Linked DNA regions of Anas platyrhynchos: region 1 is linked to region 2. Evidence: chromatin contacts called from public Hi-C data. All regions are on one chromosome and are shown on one strand. The core of a region is the stretch at or near the end of the contact, and the rest is flanking DNA. Distances in the headings are between cores, read along the strand shown. Region 1 holds the start of CALCB (calcitonin related polypeptide beta). Region 2 overlaps INSC (INSC spindle orientation adaptor protein).

What was found. A called contact is a pair of places that touch in the nucleus more often than the background predicts.
Region 1: a Hi-C map of liver shows a contact between it and region 2, with 2.5 times the contacts expected there. The contact joins the promoter of CALCB here to the enhancer-like site in region 2. A contact is called at or near these places in 2 of 8 Hi-C or Micro-C datasets (liver and subcutaneous adipose tissue).

What each region holds. Positions count from the first base shown.
Region 1 is chr5:61,856,325-61,862,622 of IASCAAS_PekinDuck_T2T, forward strand. CALCB (calcitonin related polypeptide beta) reads right to left here and starts at 3,211. Exons shown (of 5, transcript XM_072039336.1): 1 at 3,058-3,211; 2 at 2,075-2,170; 3 at 1,636-1,767. The coding sequence starts at 2,160.
Region 2 is chr5:61,742,107-61,749,042 of IASCAAS_PekinDuck_T2T, forward strand. All of the region lies in intron 7 of INSC (INSC spindle orientation adaptor protein), which reads right to left. Among named protein-coding and RNA genes, the nearest start is that of INSC, 93 kb to the right of the region's middle. Within about 2 kb of position 4,170, at least 1 of the 8 cell types and tissues checked has an H3K27ac peak or open chromatin away from gene starts, as enhancers often do.

The DNA of each region.
Region 1 (6,298 bases), core at 1,961-4,460, 110 kb after region 2:
AATTCTAGTTTGAACAGCTCTGTATGAGCCTTTCCTGATTCCTTTGTTTCTCAGGATCTTTACCAATAGGATTGTATGCATAATTTGGTTACGTATGTGCAATATCTTAGGAGTATAATTTCTATTTCTATCTCATTGCACTTCACCTTCCTAAGTTATTCCAGAATTACTTGCATTGCCTCTCTTGAATGTGAATAGAACTTGTAAAAATATTTCTAGCCTTATCTAGAAGTCACATTCTAAAACAAGTAAACCAAACAGATCTAATCCTTATAGAAAAATAGGTTTATTGAACAAGTGCATGGGCAGGCATGAAAGAGTCTACTCGTACATTTAGTAGCCAGAAATGAAGAACCCTGTCTAGACTTTTTTTTTAAATCAATATCTAAGAAAATCATTTGAAATCTCAATGCAGTGCTGTTCATTTTTATTTAGTTTTCCCCTAGCTTGTTATGTGTGTTATGTTCTGTCTTCCTAACATTAAGGTCCATCTCAAACATTCTCTGTCAAAAACAGAATCAAAAGAACATAGCAAAGTTAGCAATCAGAGTTAGATCCACATGCATCAGGTTAAAAAAAAGGGAGAAGGGCAGAAATAAGCATGTCTAGTTGTTTCCTAGGGGTTCCCCATAGTTTGCATAGCGTTCATGTTCCAGGTCACTCAGCACATTTCTTTTCTTGCCAGGAGTTCCAGCCCCGACGTCAGTACGAGGGTAAGTTTGCAATTTGTGCAATTCTTGAGACAGTTTGCCCAGCACACAAGTACTCAGACTGGCACAGCGTTTGGAAATAGGTCTATCCAGGCTGCAGGGGGAAAAAAAAACATGCCCAAAGGAAGAATAATCTCAAACATGCATGGTCATGCATTTCTTCCCTAGACAAATATATATAGTTAGGAAACTCAAAAGAAAAAGAAAAAGATATAAAAAATAATCTCTCCACATCGCATTCCATGCAAGGAAGGTTCATACAAATGCAGTTAGAAGGAAAACACTATTTTTTTCCAATAAATTCATTTTGTTGATAAAGCAAGTTAATTAGCCTTTCAGATGCTCACAGTCAGGGGACAAAAAGATTTTAGTTTCCATGTATTCAGCATGCTGTTTAGTCTCTCATACATCACCATGCTTGCAATACAAATCCTGTTAGGATAACGCAAATGTTCTTGCATGCCTTTGCTCTAGGGGAGGAGAGTGGCGCTGCGTGCATTAGGAGGAACACCTCCCCTCTGCCAGGGACTTTCCATGCCTTACAACAGCATGCACTTTCACGACAGAGAATCCAAGAGTGATTGAATGTCCTCTAACATTCCCACTAGGAAAACGTACCTTTTGCTGTCATATTTTAATATAACCCCCTCATTCAAGCTCAAATCGCCCTCCACTTTCAGTCGTAAGAGACAGATAGAAGCAGGTTAACTAGGTGGAAGCCATTCTCCTGATGCCATTGTTAGGATGTTTCTGCATTATCCTTTACCAAATAGGTGACTACAGCTAGCCATAACCCCACCCCCCATCCTCCCTCCAAAAAATAAATTACTTGGCTTGTGGAGGGTCTGCTCAGATGGCTCTTGCTGGTATCAAACACTAACACTGCTCAAGTGCCCTTCTTCTGCCCCAGGACCACGGTCCTTACCTGTTCCCCTCAGAGGCTTGCTCCAGTTCTTCTGCTGTCATCTGTATGAACTCTTTCACCAGTGCATTTAATAGTCTCCGGGCTTCATAGTCACTGAGCGTCACTCTGTCTGTTATGGACTCCAAGCCAGGTCTACGCAGAGGCAAGCAAAACAGGATGAATACAGCCCAGTCTGCTACAGAGAGCCATGCACAGGGAGCAGAGTTTGTCACGCCTTGCTCTGTGTCATTGACAGTGCCTTTCACCGGTGTGAATACGTAAATTGTGCTCATGCACAGCATTAGGTGGTTTATATACGTAGTTAAGAAGAGACAGTATCATAAATAGCCTTAGAAGAAGCTAGCTTTTGGTAGCCCTTTCTCCTCCTAGGTCTCTAAAGGAGATTAAATATTTCCATACCATTCAGAGCAAGCACTCAGCAACAGGACCAGCTTCTTACCTGACTGGAGCTGCTTGGAAGCTATCCATCTGGCACACGACCAAGGCATAAACAGCAAGGAAAGATGAAATCTTCAGCATAACCATGATTTCCTCTCTACAACAAAGAGGTACATCAAGCAATGGCTGTTTTCCAATCCCCTCAATCCTATAAGGTCACCATTTCCTAGCTGCAAGTAGCACAAACGCTAACAGCATTTCTTTTCAGTATTACCTTTTCACTGCTGTTGATCATTCCCATTTTGCTTTGCTTTTCTCAGAATTTTAAAATAACTTAGCACTATTACGGGGGATAGAAATGCAGCTTTTTGGGGTTGAACTTCTGTACAGCAGCATTCAACTTAATGTAGACTCTCTCTTAAACTGGCTGAACACACAGTCCTCTAACTAACTACTGCATACAATGTCATATTCAGTGTGTCCATCACAAAACGGGCAGTCACAGGAAAAGAGTTGGGGGAAGAGAGAGGGAGAAAGAGAGAAAAATGCTTAGCGTATAGCATTTTGATAGTACTACTGCTAGCGCTTTCTCCAAAACTGCTCGCTACTTGGCAGTTAGCACACTAATATCCCAGCTCAGGCTAAGCTCATTTCAATAAGCATTCTGAAATCAGAAAAAGAGTAAGTTCTGTAAAAGCAGTCACGAGAACAAAGCCCGCAGAAGAAATTTTCACCAGTTTGCTCTGAGATACACCTCTGCTCCTCAAAGCACCGGCTTCTTCGGCTCGGATGAGCACCCCTGCGACTCCCCCCCAAAAAAGCTTCGCTTTTCTTAGCTCCCGCTTCTCCACGCGGGTTGCCGCACAGGTGGCCAAGTTCTCCCCCCGCATACACACACACACACACACCAGGACCCGCACCTCCGCGAAGCTCCGCACCCCGGCGCGGAGACGGGACGCGGGGGAGCCCCCCGGAGGACGGCGCTGCGGGAGCTGCTGCTGCTGGTGCTGCAGCGCAGCGGGCAGGGCAGGGCGCGGTGCTTACCGGCGGTGCGGGGCGATGCGGAGCAGATGCCGGTGGCGCCGCCGAGCCGCGGTGCCGCGCGCTGCCCGCCCGCCGCCCTTTATCCCCGCCGCCGCGGCAGCCTGCGTGGGCGCCCGCGGGGCCCCGCCAACCAATCGCCGCCCCCGCCGCCCGGCCCGGCGCTGACGTCATGCCCCGCTCCGTGACCGTCCCATTCACAAAAATCCGCCGGCGGCGGGGCCGGAGTGTGTGTGTGTGTGTGAGGGGGGGTCATTCACGGGCCCATCCCCGCCGCTCCCCCGGAGCCCCGACGGCTGCGTTCGGGAGGGAGGGGGCGGCCGGGGCGCGAAGCCGGGGTAGGGGCGCAGGGCAAGGACGAGAGGGGCCGTCCCCGGCGGGGAGGGGGCGCAGCCCGGGGCTGCTCCGCGGAGCGAGGGGCCCTGGGCAGCCGCCCCTCGAGGAAATCCTCAGCACCACCATCAGCATCATCCTCAGCACCACCATCGGCATCATCAGCATCCTCACCACCATCAGCATCCTCACCACCATCAGCATCCTCACTACCATCAGCATCCTCACCATCATCCTCACCACCACCATCATCCTCACCACCACCATCATCCTCACCACCACCACCATCATCCTCACCACCACCACCATCATCCTCACCACCACCATCATCATCCTCATCACCACGGCCACCGCAGTAAGGCGCCTCTCCCGGGCAGGTGCACGGAAGGCACTCGGGGCGGGGGCCGGCGGTAGCGGATTACCGGGCAGCTGCCCGCCGCCCCATGCATCACCCGCCGAGGGCCCTTTGTCAGGGCGCGGCGGGGCTGCACCTGCCGGCAGGATGTTTGCCGAGGGGGCCGGGAGGAGCAGGGGGGGCTGCAGGTAGCCGCCCGGGACCCCGCGCACCGTGCCTCGGCTTTGGCAGCCGGGTGCGGGCCCCCGGGGGGGGGTGTTAGAGGAGCCGGGGGCGCGGGTAGCGCCTGGCGAGCCGCGGAGCAGGTGCCGTGGCGCTGTAAGGTTTTTTTGGCTTCGAAGTTTAAGGAGTAGCGCGGAGTCGCTGCGCCGGGCACCCGCTGGGGGCTTCTCCTTTGCCGTTCGCAGCATCCTCTGGGCGCCCCGGCCCGCAGAGCCCCGTGCCCAGCCCGCTCCCGGCGCTTCGCCCCCGCGGCTTCCCCGCGCTCCCTCGCCGGGCACCCCTCGCACGCCCCCCCGGCGAAGCCTCCTCCTGCCCCCCGCCCGCCCAGCTGGAAATTTCGTTGTAAATGGCACGTCTGCGGCTCGCAACGAGCATCCCTTTTAGCTGGCTTTTCCGAGGCTGCGTTTGCAAACAGCGGGTAGCACCTAAAGGGACGTTCGGCTTTGCTGTTTCAGCGTGACTTGGACAGCTCCACCAGCAAAGTGTGGGAACTTAAATGAGTGAACTTGCAGTCAGACACCTCTCAAACCGCACTCTTGCTTTCCCCTTCCTCTGTTAACAGTTAATCGTTCAGATATTTGCTTTGGGGATTTATTAACTTTGCACAGAATATTCCTCTTTTAACCTTACAAAAAATCCAGGCGACCCTGCTGGAATAATGTATTTCAGTTCTTCGGGGGGAAAACAAGTCGCATTTCATCTTTCAGTTCATTCAGTCACTCCAAGCGCTTCTCTTGCCAATGCAACTCAGCCGCGGGCTGGAGCCTGCAGGATGCACTGACTGCAGGATTTCAGCTGCCAGCATTTCTACTTCAGGCTTTCACAGGAAGAAACATAAATTTACAGCAACAGGTATTAATGCCAATAGATATAGTTTTGTGCACGTAAAGATGAAATAGTACTTGGATGTTGGCAAGCGCTTAGGCTGCTCCTTGCCAGAGCTAATGGAGGGACTCCCGGCTTGTTCCATTTTTTTTTTCCTCAATTATACGTCAGCTGGTCTCATCAGATCTATTTTCTTCTTGCAAACCTATCTTCTCTCATACGTAAGACAGAGAAGAAAATTTACAAAATAAAAAGAGCTCCAAAGATCAGTTGGTCTATTTTAGAGAGCTGTCAAAAAGATGCAGAGTTCCCACAGGATAAAGCTCTCCTGTTGCTAAATGAATCCAAAACCAGAGGTTAAGTTTTCGTGGAAAAACTAGCACAAAGGGGTGCCTATGAGCACTGCACTAGGAAAGCAAATGATTAGGGAAACAAGGAACTTGTTCCGCTTTTTTTCATTGCCTGATAATATAGCAGGTAAAATCATCAGTTTCAAAAGAAATAAACTAAAGAGCTATAAAATATATATTTTTTAAGAAATCAGATTATCTAGTACATCCTACAGATCTGAGTAAAAGGAATCTCTTCTCCTAATTTATTTAAATTTTCAGGAAATAAGAAAAATCTGCCCTATTTTAAAGTGACTTTCTCACTTGATAGAACTTCTTACAATATTCTACTATTTTATGTTTTTTACCAATACATTTTAAAGTGCAACCATTTTTTTCTACTATACACGTTGCCATTATACCAACGAACCATAGACACTGCAGTGAGGTTCTTAAATGTTGCCAGGTGACACGCCGTTAAACCAAAATATCACATTTATATATTACACTGCAATTTTTCTTCAATAATAAAAAGTAATTCTTCGAGATAGACAAGGCTGTGAGCTGCATAGATGGAATTTCCATCCCCAAGTACGGTTCACACCTGACAAGAGAGGACTCTTCAAAAAGGAAGGGAAGCCAGGGACGATGCCACAACCCACAGATGCAGTAAGTTATTCCTGAGGCAGGTGAGCATCATTCACATCTCTCTGCTCTCTCTAAGCATGGTTTTCACAGCACCCAGCCAAACCTTTTGCAGATCAGGACATTTCATGATAAAACCAGCTATAAAAATCACATAGTCTTTATCTGTGTCTCTGCTTGTCTGTGTTTCATGTGGGTGCCTAGTCTAATTCAGCATCCTGTCTCTGTGAATGTCCAGAAAGCATTTCCACTTAAGCAGACTACAAACCATGCAGGGGAAAGTGTCTCCCACAAAAGTGTCTTTCTAATGTTTGATTGCAATCCATTCTGCAGAAAAAATATCTAAGCTGAGCCACAGTTAACCACATCACGCTGTTGTAAAAGAAAGCTGTACATTAACAAGAGTATCGTATTTAAGACCTGAAAGCTAATCCTTACACTCTGTTTGTTGCTGATAAGGTCTCAGCCAATGTACTCTGTTCAGGATAGCACAAGATAGCTCAAAAAGACAGGTAAGGTGGAGAAGTCCAGAAAA
Region 2 (6,936 bases), core at 2,920-5,419:
AAAGAGACTATACAAACCAGGGAAATCAACAGAGAAATAGCAAGACTGAAAATTTACCTGACCTTCAGTTCTTCCCACAACCAACTAAATCACTGGTACAGATCTGTGTTGCAGGTCTGGAGGCTATATACAAGCCCAGTGCCCTGAAGCCTGGATGTTCCTGCACTAAAAAAAACTCACAAGTGTCTGGTTTTGGTTAAGGAGAAATAGCAGAAAGGAGAAAGGCAAACTACTCAGTTCAGAAGATTTACAAGGGTAGAAAAGAAAAGTAGCTACAAAAGACGATCAAAATAGAGACAACATTTTCCTCTACTACAATAGCCCTGCTAGAGCTCTCTTCTCAGCATGCAGACAGCAAACTCTACAGGAATAGCTATCACCCATGTAGTTGCTCCCATTATGCCTACAAATTAAATCCCATTAAAAACAGCAACAAGATAAAACAACTATCTACCTGCTCTTTAAAGAGATATGTGGCTATTATACATATAGGACATAAAGGAAACGTCACAGATGGGAAGATCATGTTAATAAACCAATTTGTGCTATAACAAAGCTGGAAAATCCCTGTCTTTCCATTAACAGTTGATCTGAAGTGGCCTCCTTTAATGCAACAGGAGAAGGATATGGTCCTATCTCCAGGAAACTAGAACATTTATGTTCTTTTCTGTCTGCTGAGAGCTTGAGAAACTGCCTGTTCCCATCAAACTGAAGTACTTTCCAAAGAGGTCTTATTCTGCTTTCAAAGTTCTTCAGAGCAGTGCTCAGGCTATCAGAAGACTTCAACCTCAGCATTGTTGTCTCCTGTTTTACTCATTCTTTATTTATTTAATTATTTAGGTTTTCATTCCATTAAGCAATCATGGACTCTGGTGAGAAATAAAAGGACATTTTATTGCAAGTAAACATGGCAGACTACAGCATTACCCAGTACAGACGAAGATTTGTAAACTATAGACTGGCCAGAAGATGATCTCACCAAAAATACCCATCACATGCTGACCTTTCATGGCTTTAAGTTGCACTTCTTCATGTGGCAAGGTTTCTAATGGCACAGGACATCAGCTTCAATCTCATGAGCATCCAACTCCACAAACTAAGTCAGATTAAGGCTGCCACTCACCACTCAGAGAGGGACTCCTTTAAGAGTGTAAGTTATGAATAGAAAATGCATGCTTTCTTATTTAACAAATGGACATATAAATAGATGGGAGGAGAGAGTAAAGTCCTGAAGGGCAGAGGCAGCACTTAAACCCGATATCTCACCCACTAAGGACATCAGGGCAGGAATTAGTAAAAGTAAGACAGCATCTGTTCTACAAATATCACTGTTCACAGCTCTTGAAGTTAACGCATCAGCTATGTTCTCATCTCTGCCCATTAAAAGTTCATATCTTGCCTTTTGGGAGCTCAGCTGCTTCAGGAAGTTGCTTCTTTCTTCAGCAAGAATACAGAAGGAGTTGTGGGGAAACCTTTTCTCATGGCTTTTGTGCAAAAACAAAGTGACAAGATGAGCTTTTAGTAACTGGGAGAACTTCTGCCTTCCTATTTCCACCTGCTGGGTCCTGATGAGGATTCCTTCCTCCTAAGACTTACTCTCAGCTGAAGATCTTGTCAGGTCAAAATCTCAAAGCTGGTGCAGTTAAACAGAACCAGCAATCCACAACAAGGCCTAAGAGACAAGCTTTAACACTCCAGATTACTTCCAAATTAATGAACAACTCTAAACACCTTGTGCAAGATAGCAACTCAGGCTTAAGTCAGTCCTGATTATCTCTGGACTTTCTTTGCATACCAAAACACAAACTGAATGAAGAAACCTGCCATCATATGACATGCAGTAAAGTTTCTATGAAAATCAAGACTGATTCTGCACATCAGATGCCCTGATCCATACAAAGTTTGCTCATCCATTACCAGGAGTGGCAAATGAGCACACTCTACAACCCTCTGTAAAGGAAGAGCTTTAGAAGGTAGTGGCAAGGGAAGGAATAGTCAGTGAAAGAGCTGTTATCTGTGACTTGAATGACAGAAGAAAGACAGTCAATATATGAGCAATACTGTTAGATGCTTAGCTTTTCAAAAACATGATTATCTTAAAGGGATGAGATTGTTTTCCCAACAGCTCATTAAATGTTTTCAAAGATGCTTTATGAAACATGAAAGTTTTAGTATAAATCAGGCAGAGTGCCAGATCTAAGTGGTTTCCTACAAACAAGCCTCAGCCAAAAAAAAAAACAAAAAAACAATGTACTGACGCACAAACAGGCCCCTACATCACCTGCCATTAATTATTATTTAACCTTCACTGTTTTAAGAAATGTGAAGAGACTCATACATATCATGGGTGAGCTTCAGGTAAGTCACATGGTAGCTCTTAGCTCACTGCAAACGCAAGGTAAGAAACAACTGATACAATTAATCTCCTTCTGTCTTTGTTAGGAGCACACACAGGATGCTTTAGTGAAGCAATTCAGTACTTCCAGCCCTGACTTAAAATACATGTCAGAAAGAATGCATACTGAGCTTCAGCTAATTAGCCAATTATCTGAGACTGGCCTTGATTGCCTCTGGCACTCTTACAACTATCTCTGGGGAAAAAAAAAAAAAAAAAATCAGCTCCCAGTAAGAGTTAGAAAGATAGAGAGATAGAGTAAGAATATACAGATACTGACAAAAAATAAATAAATAAATAAATAAAGATCAATTTGTATTTTGATAATGCCATTTGGGTGAGAAAGTGAAACTGCTAAGCACTCATTATTTAAATGGAGCAAATATTCTGGGAGACAGTAATAGTGGCCAGAATTGGCTGAAGCTGTTATAAAAGTTTCCTGTATGTACTCTTTCCCTGTTTTGAAAAGTGCTTGCTGTGATAGGCATTGGAGAGGAAAAAAAAAAAAAAAGTGGTTTTTAGTCACATTTTGAAAGTAATTTTGGCAAGCACTAGTTGAAAACAAAGAAAAATCACAAGCAACTGTACATGTATAAAATGAGACATGTATAAAATGAGATTTCACAAAAGGAAAATTTGTGAATTTCCCTGTGAGTAACAAGATCCAGAGCCTCTATTTGGGGACACTTCTCTGGGACCTGATTTGCAAAGGTTCTTCAGTCCATCCAGCTGCAATTCAGGGACTAGAAAAGCTCCCTAGTTTACACCTGCACCAAACCCCACCTCACAGCAGGGCTCTTACTGCCCCATTGAGGTGTGCTGTGATGCAGAAGGCTTGTTAACTCCATTTTGAACCCAAGAAAAGGGAGGAAAGCTAATAAGAGAACGAGAATTATGAAAGTGGTTTTGGAGAAGAGCCAAGGTCTAAGCCAAGTGCAAGCTGAGGTTTATGTATTTTGCTAGTTTGAGCTACTACTAAAAAACAAGCCCAAGGAAGCAATCAAGCTGTGAAGCTAACTTGGAACCTGGATGCTCCTGTGAGGTTCAACAACTTTCTTCAGTGTTCTCATGTCCTCTCACCCCAACAGATGATCAATATTCATTACCAAATCAACGTAAACCAGTCACTTTGTCTGGCAGCCTCCATCATGTTATCATCAGGTATGACTGTGACCAGATGAGTTAAAACTTCCATCAGATGATAACAGACAGCTTTTATGTCCCAGCTAGCATTTTACGTCCCGTGAATAAAAGAAATGTAAGACAGCTGGAACCAGGAGACTATTTTTTTTTTTTTTTTGATGGGGGTTGATTATTTCTGTAAGTACAGTTTTATACTGGTGAGGAATTCCAGTGTTTGGTGAAGGTTGTAGTTAGATGAAAGAGGAAGTGTTTTTCTCCTTTTACTTTCTAGTAATGTGCATCTGTGAAAGCTCCATTCTTCAAAATTAAATGTGTAAAAAAATCTGAAGTCAATATTATGTGTGCAAGAATAGATGTCCAAGAAGCTACATAAAGCACTAGAAAGCTCCAAGATTCATAAGTTAAGCTCAAGAAGGACCATAAGTGTACCAGAAGCCTTGGAATGCAAAATAAGGCTAGTATTGAATTTGCAGCCTTCAAAGACACTCAAATCTATGTTCTGTAAGCAAATCTATGTAAGTACACTTTTTTTTTTTTTTTTCAATGCAGTGTCCTCTGAAATCAGTGAAGTTTTAGGCAAGTTCGAAAGTCAGCCAAAAAAAGAAACAGAGGCCCTGAGCAGTGATCTCTCTGGCCTTTTCTAATGAGTCACAAAAATCATGAGTAAAACTGAGTCATGAAGCCTGTAGCAGAATGGGTCAGTTAGACTAGCGCATCTAATTTCAGCAGAGATTTTGTGAGAGAAGCTATCTAATGCATCTATCTCCTTGAATAAGTATTTTCACCCCGATCTCTCCTCACACTTCATTGTGGCTACATCTAAGCAATTTAATGTGTACAACATAAGCACATTCAGTACATGTTTACGTGTGCATTATCACAAATGTAAGTTTGCAATGCAACAACTTCCTGATGATAGAAAAAAGAAATTATGAAAGCTACTCATCTACATCTTTCTGCAAGGCTATGTTTCTCCAGTTTCTTTTCTGCCTCTATCAGGGAGGAGAGGAATGTTTGAGGTCCAAAATAGCTCTCTCCTTGCACTCTTCTTAAATGCTTCAATTGATTCTCATTAATCTCTGCCTTCAGTTTAGGAGCTGAGTAAGCTGCTTCTTTCATCTTAAAATTAAATTTGCTTGATAGATTATTATTATTATTATTAGGTAGGGAAAACCCACCTGTCATTAGATGCATTGGCTTATATTTCTTCAGACGTCATTCGTGGATCATTTGCTGCCCCGGTCATTGTCACTGCTTTAAGGATTATTTTGAATCCTTACAGAAAAATCATCATCTAATGATTTCCAAATTATTTTTCATTTATAAAATTCTCTTAACATTGTGACTTTTGAAACATAAATCTATGGCTATTTGGAGTGCTTTAAATAAAATACTTAGTGAAATATAAAATCAATAGATAGCATAAAATACTAACATAACTGACTACAAAAAATGATGTGTAAATTATATGGGAACCAAACAAGTACAGAGTGGGAACCTGGCACCAGCTCAAATCTTCAAAATGAAGTTGGAGGGAATAGCAATCTACAGGCACTGCTCCAATTTGATCTTGCACGGTGAAGCGTTCACCTCAGTGAGTTGGCATAGTCTGGGGATTTTCCTTTTCAGTTTTCAAAATGTATTTCAATGAAACATTTTTTAAAACACAAAGGAAAAAAAACCTGTCTTACTCTGCTGCACCTCAGCTAAAACTGCTAAAACAATATAGATGTATAAACAGACAGAACTGAGGCATAGATGAGAAGAAGTCAGTGACTGAATCTTATGGGGAAACCAAAGGCCTGAGTACACCCAATTTCATTATCTCATATTTTATGTGAACAGCGTTCTGGAACTGGACAAGATACAGCACAGCAGTGGCAAGATTTGTTCTGAGCACATTATTGATATCCAAGTATCACTGCGATGCCTCATCCTGATCAACTCTTACCAAAAAGATGATAAAACCCAAATCAGGCAGGGCTGCTTGGCTGCTATGATTTATTTATTTATTTTCATGTGGACTTATTACCATAGACCTATACTTACAGAATACACCACTAGAAGCAAAGGGAAGAAAACCTAATTCCGTAGGTGACATGGAAAGATCCGCACTAGAGGCAAAAGCCTTAAAATGTTCACTGTTGGGTTAGAAAACAGCTTTCCACTTTGTTATCAATTTACAGGTTGCTTTATATATAAATTCATAGCCTGCCTGCTGCACCTCTATTGAAAAAGCAGAGAAGGTTTGTCAAAAAGCTCTTTGTGACCTGACTCAAAGTTTTGCTTTGCTCCTCAACTCTACGTGTTCAATGATTTTCAAAAGAATGTTTATTCTGTGAAATTTATTGCAGCCTGAACAGACTAGTAGACATGCATCTCTTGGCATTTTAAACATGTAGTTGTTCTCTTGCTGTCAATGAAATTACATGCTAAAGGCTAAGTGCACATGTATATGTTTGCAGTCTGGGCCATGCATGATATCTAAATGATCTACTGAATAACAAAATCTATCAACTAAACAGCTATTCACCAACTTCTTAGCCAAGTCTCACATTGTCCTACTTTACCAGTATTATCAAAATGTTTATCTTTAGTTGTATGCTTTCTGACTCCTTTCTATGTCTCCTGAAATCTATAATAGGATTAAAATGAAGCAAGGTTTGTAACAAGAGGCAATACCTTTTATTAGAACAACTGATACATATCTCCCTAGACCATCAGGGCTACAACCACACAACCACTATAATTTAATTAGTCATTTTAACACAATTGGAAAAATTGTAGTGACATCAGCCAAAGCATTTGTGCATACTTTTCTCCTACAGAGATCAGGCAATGTCCCATAATCCTGCACTAACACGTCTGTCTTTATTCATTTCCATGACTCTCACAGAAGTCTATCAAAGGAAAAAAAGCTTGTTCATCTCTCTGCATGATAAAATAGGTACTAACTTAAAAAAAAAAAAAAAAAAAAATTAACCTGCCACATAACTGGCAAGTTTTCAACAGAATAAAAAATACTGCAGAGATTATCTGAGAGTCTTTCTTTCAAGATGATCTTTTCATGCTGTTTTTCAACATCCAGAAACATGTCCTTTCCACGAATTCCAAAACATTTTACCCTAGAACTGCAGCATTGTGTATCTGTGTATCATTGTGTATTATTTCCCCCCCAAGAGTTTTTTGGGAATTGTCAGATTCAGCAATGACCTAAGAAGTCTTGCTGCACTTCCCTGGTATTGTGCTGAAAGAATCTACATTTACTAATTATGTATATATAGCTGTGTAATCAGGAGGTAAAAATTGAAACACCACCTAATATATACAAAGCCAGCAGTTGAGAAAGGGCAGTTCCTGCACTCTCAGATATGATTTAATTAATCTTGCAGGGGCTT